Linked DNA regions of Gossypium arboreum: region 1 is linked to region 2. A link is a contact called in public Hi-C data. All regions are on one chromosome and are shown on one strand. Each heading gives the region's core, a stretch centred on a gene start, on an enhancer-like site or on the middle of the called end of the contact. The rest is flanking DNA. Distances are from core to core; before and after follow the strand shown.

Evidence for each region. Hi-C and Micro-C count contacts between places; a contact is called where the count stands out from the background.
Region 1: a contact with region 2 is called in a Hi-C map of leaf, with 3 times the contacts expected there. The contact joins the promoter of LOC108473994 here to the promoter of LOC108465987 in region 2. A contact is called at or near these places in 4 of 5 Hi-C or Micro-C datasets (all in leaf).

The regions. Positions count from the first base shown.
Region 1 is chr11:37,014,375-37,017,605 of ASM2569848v2, forward strand. LOC108473994 (beta-1,4-xylosyltransferase IRX14-like) reads left to right here and starts at 1,469. Exons shown (of 3, transcript XM_017775840.2): 1 at 1,469-2,581; 2 at 2,702-3,231. The coding sequence starts at 1,842.
Region 2 is chr11:36,721,935-36,725,239 of ASM2569848v2, forward strand. LOC108465987 (protein IRX15-LIKE) reads left to right here and starts at 1,884. Exons shown (of 1, transcript XM_017766359.2): 1 at 1,884-3,305. The coding sequence starts at 2,287. The coding sequence ends at 3,252.

The DNA of each region.
Region 1 (3,231 bases), core at 219-2,718, 290 kb after region 2:
CAACACCATAAAACCTTCTTCTCTTCTGTTCTCCCTAAACTCTTTCATTTTACTTTTACACAACACTAGTGCCATGGCTGAGGGGACCAACATGATTTTTATAAAGGGTAAAAAATGGGTATAAATTTACCCGTGAACGCATGAAAATTTGGCTTGAGAAGGGAGAAAGCAACAAAAGGGTGCAAGAGAGTGCAGGCCGTAAAAAAAAAAATCACCCTGTGACTGTCTGGTTGTGTCTGCTGTAGTGGTGCCACCTGCCAGCTTTCCTTCATTCGATGCCGCTTGACACCTCTCTTCCAACCCAATGGTGCCTCTTGACATCTCTCCTCCAACTATTAAAAACTATTTTTTTTCAAAACTCGTATGTTACTCGTATTTTACTCGGTATAAGTGTGATACTGGTGCCGTCATGTAGGGCGGTGTGACAATAAAGTATTAATTTTTTTTCATCCCTATTATGGTTTAATGATAGCCTAATGATGGTGGGCAAAAAATGGGTGGTGTCGCCTTCTTGTTAAGCACCACCCTTAGTTACTGTTCAAAACGCCTCATTTTGGTAAATAATGATATGACCATACTATTTAAGTTATTAATTTAATTTTTTGGATTATTGAGTAAAAAAAAATCCCATATTCAAAGAATAAAAGAACTACAGGATGATTGAAAATTATTTTGATTGATAATGAGATAATACAATATTATGATATTAATTTTAAATTTTGGAAGTTATTTATGTTTTGTGTAAGGATCACTCTTAGAATTGTTTTTCCTATACATCCATTATTTCTTTAGTTTGTGTAGGTTTATTTTGAAAATGAAGTAAAATTTTAACAATTACATTTTAATCAATATTACTGAATGTGTTTATTATTTAAGTGTAAGTATGTTTTATATATATCATGAACTATTATTATAATTGTTGCATGATGTTTTATCTAATTTTATTTAAACTAATATTATAATTATTTTCTTATATAATTCCAACTTATTATATTCTTCAAAATGAAAAGAAACATGATTTAAAACAGGCATTACATGTAATATTAGAAAGGAATTTGTTTGATTAAGATTGGGAGTGTGGTTGTTAAGGTTTCATTTCCAATGCTTTTATTCAGTGTATAGACAGAACAAAAAAGTTAATTTGAAGTGTGTGTTTGTAAGAGGAAAGTAAATAGAATGGATAATGATTTGGAATCATCTTAATTTGGATTTATAAGAGAAGAGAAAAATACTATTTTCATGTTTCCTATAAAATAAAGTAATAAAACTTCAAAATTTGAAGCGAGCAGTTGACGGGGGTCCTAATCATCACAACCAACTAACCACCCACCCGCCCACCCAACCCATTCTCTCCTTCCTACTCTACCCTTTATCAAACCCTATTCTCTCTGCTTTAAAATTAAATAATCACACCTTTTTTTTAAAAAATTTATACTTTTGAAATTAAAATTAATTAATTCATTTTCCTAAACTAATTATTGATTCAGAAAATTTAGGAAAAGAAATTTATTTCTTCCCAAATTAAAACCCTCCATTTGGTTTATTTTCTTTTATAAGCGTGTCTAAATTCCCCTAAACCACGCGCTTATGTCCCAAACAAAAAAGAATTTAGAGGAAGATGGGCATGCCACAAACCCAAGAGCAGCAATCTGACAGTAACCCTGAATCAATTCAACCGTAATTCCAAAGTAATCGATTTCGTAACCCCACCTTCCCCCACCCAATCGACCTACCCAAATATTTGAAAACATAATCATAATTCGTGTTATATTTCCATTGTTTTCTTCTTCGTCCTCTTCTCTCTGTTGCAGGAGCTTCAGAGAGGACAGATTTCGAAGAGGATGAAGCTTTCTGCGTTGCACCAGAGCTACATCAACCGTCGAACCAACAGCTTCAGATCATCTGGGCCGTTGGATTCGTCTTCCGACAGTGCCATTAAATCCCCTGCCGCCATTTTCTGGCTTGTCTTCCATGCTCTTTGTTGTTTAATCAGCTTGCTCCTCGGCTACCGCTTTTCTCGCTTGGTCTTCTTCTTTTTGTTCTCCACTTCTTCTACTAACTTCTATACGTCGCCGTTCCGATCCACTGCCGAGCTCGTCAAAACCCTCGATGTCAACTCCGTTCTCTCCAACAACTCCGTCGCCAACCTTGACTTGCCTTTGCTTAACAAGACGGTCACCAATTCGAGGGTCGTCGTGGGGCGCCACGGGATCCGGATCAGGCCGTGGCCGCATCCGGACCCGGTTGAGGTCATGAAGGCGCACCGGATCATAGAAATAGTTCAAAAGGAGCAGAGGTCACAATTCGGCATCAAGAATCCCAGGACGGTTATCGTGGTCACTCCGACGTATGTACGCACTTTCCAAGCGCTGCATTTGACCGGTGTGATGCACTCTCTAATGCTGGTTCCCTACGATCTGGTTTGGATCGTGGTGGAAGCTGGTGGCGTCAGCAACGAAACGGCGTCGCTTATTGCGAAATCGGGTTTGAAAACTATCCACGTCGGATTCAATCAACGGATGCCGAATTCCTGGGAAGAACGACATAAATTAGAGTCCAAGATGCGTCTTCGTGCTCTAAGGTACTTGTTTGTTTAATTTTAAATTTTATTCAATTGTGAAAATCATTAAAATCCATACGTTTTGGGATTAGGTTGTTAGAACTATAGATTTAATTAAGTTTTCGTGATACTTTGGGACAGAATTATTAGAGAGAAGAAATTGGATGGAATTGTTATGTTTGCCGATGATAGCAATATGCATAGTATGGAACTTTTTGATGAGATCCAAAATGTGAAATGGTTCGGGGCTGTTTCAGTTGGAATACTTACTCATTCGGTTAATACTGATGAGATGGCGGATCGGAAAAAGGATGAAGAGGAGAATCCTAGAATGCCTGTTCAAGGCCCTGCTTGTAACGCCTCCGATATGTTGGCAGGATGGCATACTTTTAATACATTGCCATTTGCTGGGAAAAGTGCTGTTTATATCGATGATCGGGCAACTGTGCTGCCCAGGAAGTTGGAGTGGTCAGGGTTTGTTTTGAATTCTAGGTTGCTTTGGAAAGATAGCAGTGATAAGCCGAAATGGATTAAGGATATTGATATGTTGAATGGTGATATTGAGAGTCCCCTAGGTTTGGTTAATGACCCTTCGGTGGTGGAGCCACTTGGAAACTGCGGTCGCCAGGTTTTGCTTTGGTGGCTTCGAGTTGAAGCTCGTGCTGATAGCA
Region 2 (3,305 bases), core at 634-3,133:
AAAAGCAATTAAATGTACTTTAGTAAAATCTTAACCAAAATAAAAAAGGAAAAACTTTAATCGAATGGCATTAAAGTAAATAGCAACCCAGTGAGTAAAAAGGTGAAGAACTAAGTTTGCATGTTCTCAAGAAAATTTGTCTTCAATCATATTTAATGATAAGAAGAAACAAAATTGCTATTATAAAATGATATCCATTTTCTGTATTAAAACATAATCCATCTAGTTGATGTTAATAACTACTCATTTAATTTTTATTTAATGCATCGATGTTACCCAATTTATTATCAAATTTTGTTTATAGTAATGGTATCATTTTTTCTTTTCAATACTATAATAATAAAAATAATAATTACTAATTAAATATTTTAAAATATCACTTTTATTTGCATCACTAAATACCTAATAAAGATTCTTTAAAAAATCCATGCTTCTTCAACCTCCATCTTGTTATGATTAAAGATGGGGTAATTTGACAATTTTTTTTTATTTTAATTACTTCATTAGTGTTCATCAGTCATAGAATATCTTCCCCATGTTGAAAGCCCCAAACTTTATGTCCCATCTTTGAAGCCAAATGCACTTAAACATGTGCCCTTTTTATCCCTTAATAATGCCCTTCCCTTTAATCTTTCATGCTTTGTGCTCCATTTCAATGAGCAAAAAACATGGATGCTTTATTGACCAAACAGAACGTTACCAATCCACAAAGGTCATGTCAATGTTGTTTTGTTTTCTTTAATGTAAATTGTAAGTGTTAATTGGACCATAGAACTAAAGTATTAAAGCTGCCCCTTTGGCTAAAAAAGCACAAGAGAGGGGATATTATCTTTGTTGTTTTTTTTCTTTTTAGAAATCTGTTCAGTTTTGTCACTTGAAAACGATGGTGTGAAGCCTTATGTTAGTTTAACCAGTGGCACATGAGAAAAGAGCGTGGTGAAACCCAGGAGAGAACTGTTCAGTCAACTGGCCCATACCCTACCTAATTTTTTTAGGGCTTCATATTTTATATTTGCAATCCAAATGATAAAAGATGAGTTTACTGCAATTTTAACCTCTCTACTATTGAAAATATAATATTTTAGTTCTTACACCTTAATTTTGAATGATAATTAACATAGCATTAAATTAAAAATAAAAAATAAAAACTTAAACAACCATTTAATCTAATACTATTATTCTATCAACAACAAACAAACTAATGTGCAAAATCCAATGCGACTAAAATAAAATTTTATAGAGGGCTAAGCTTTAACCGACAAGTTTGGAAGCATAAAGTAAGATGGTCTGACATTACCTTTTCTGGGCCACTGTAAGGATTGTCACCATTTCCTTGTACTGTAATAACCTTGTTTGAAACAAGTAATGCTATTGATTATATTACCTTGCTGTTCAAGTCATTTGTTAATCTATTCTGTTCATAGCTGTTAAGCCACTGAGATCACTGATTCACATGTATAATTGCACAATCCCATGCCTCTCCAATAAGAAAAGGGACTTACACAACTTTCCTGCAAATATAAATTCCTAATGAACATTATTCCTTAGATCAGCTGAACTTGTTATGAAAAATATCGGTTTTTGGGTTATACTTTGTTCATATATAACTATAAACCAGACTATCAGTTAATTTAAAGGAACATAAAAGAACCTGCATACTTAGTCTGTGACTCTGTTCATTCCAAATCCAGGTTTCTGCAAATGGGAAATTTGGAGCAGGTGAATTGTCACCTTCAAATGGAAACTCATTATTTAAGAAATGGTATATATAAATGTATAAAAAAAAGGTTACTTGAGAATAAAACCCAAAATTGATGAAGGAAAAGCGACATTTGGCTTGTAATTAGTTATCAGGTCACTACAATATTATATTCCCCATCTACTTTCCTTTTGCCCCTCACCAGCCCCCGGTCTTCAACAACGCCTCTTCTCCTCTGTTTCTTTCATACCACTTCTAATTTTGGATAATCCCTTTTCACCATTCTTTCACCCCAAATAATCATCACTTCCATGTTAGTTTTGCAGTGAAAACAAAGCCAACCTACTTTTCAAAACCCCAAAAGCATAAAAAGGAAATACTTAAATGGTTTTCCATGTGGTTTAATTTGGTTTTCTAGAATATTATTAGGTTGTCTTTAATGTAATTTAACGTAATGTCACTTCATGTTTGCCTAATCCTATATTGTTTCAACCTTCTTTAAATCAAACCCCATTTTTCTCTGATTCTCTCACCAGTCAAAACATTCTTCTCCACGATTGCAAAAGCAAAAAAAAAAAAAAAAAGAAATGAAGAACAGTAACAGTAATACCAAGCTAATCCTCCTCCATCCTTATATCCAAAAACAAGGCAGCTCTAGCAGATTATGGCTCCTTGCCTTCATTTCCTTTTTCACTATTGCCTTCCTTTTAACTCTCATATACACCCGAGAGTCTGTTTCCGGTAGAACTACAGCAGCCGTAAGGACAACCGTGAGAGGCCCCGGCTCATCTGTGTCCGCCTTTGGTGGTGGTGGTGGTTCACTATTGCCCACCACCGTCATCAACACCCTTCTCCATTATGCTTCGAGATCCAACGACAGTTTCCACATGACATATGCGGAGCTGAAGCCGATCTCTGATGTCCTACGTAAATGTTCCTCCCCATGCAACTTCCTCGTTTTCGGTCTAACACAAGAAACCCTCCTGTGGAAAGCACTGAACCACAATGGCCGCACCGTTTTCATCGACGAAAACCGGTACTACGCGGCCTATTTCGAAGAGTTGCATCCGGAAATCGACGCTTACGACGTCCAATACACGACCAAAGCAAGCGAAACGAGAGAGCTCATAGCATCTGCTAAAGCACAGATCCGGAACGAATGCAGGCCGGTCCAAAACCTGCTGTTCTCAGATTGTAAGCTGGGAATCAATGATTTACCGAACCATGTTTACGAAGTGGATTGGGACTTGATATTGATCGATGGGCCAAGAGGCGAAGGAGACGAAGGCCCTGGAAGGATGCAACCGATCTTCACGTCGGGGGTGCTTGCAAGAAGCAAGAAAGGGGGCAATCCCAAGACGCATATATTTGTTCATGATTATTATAGAGATGTGGAGAAGATGTCTGGGGACGAGTTTTTGTGCAAGGAAAACTTGGTGGAATTGAACGAAGTGCTAGCACATTTCGTGGTGGAAAGAATGGAAGAGAATAGCTACCAATACTGTCGCAACAAGAACATCAATACATCAAGGAAAGCTTCATCTTCATCTTAGTTCATGAATGTGATGATCATATATACATACAGTCCCAAGCCAAGGTGTCAAAA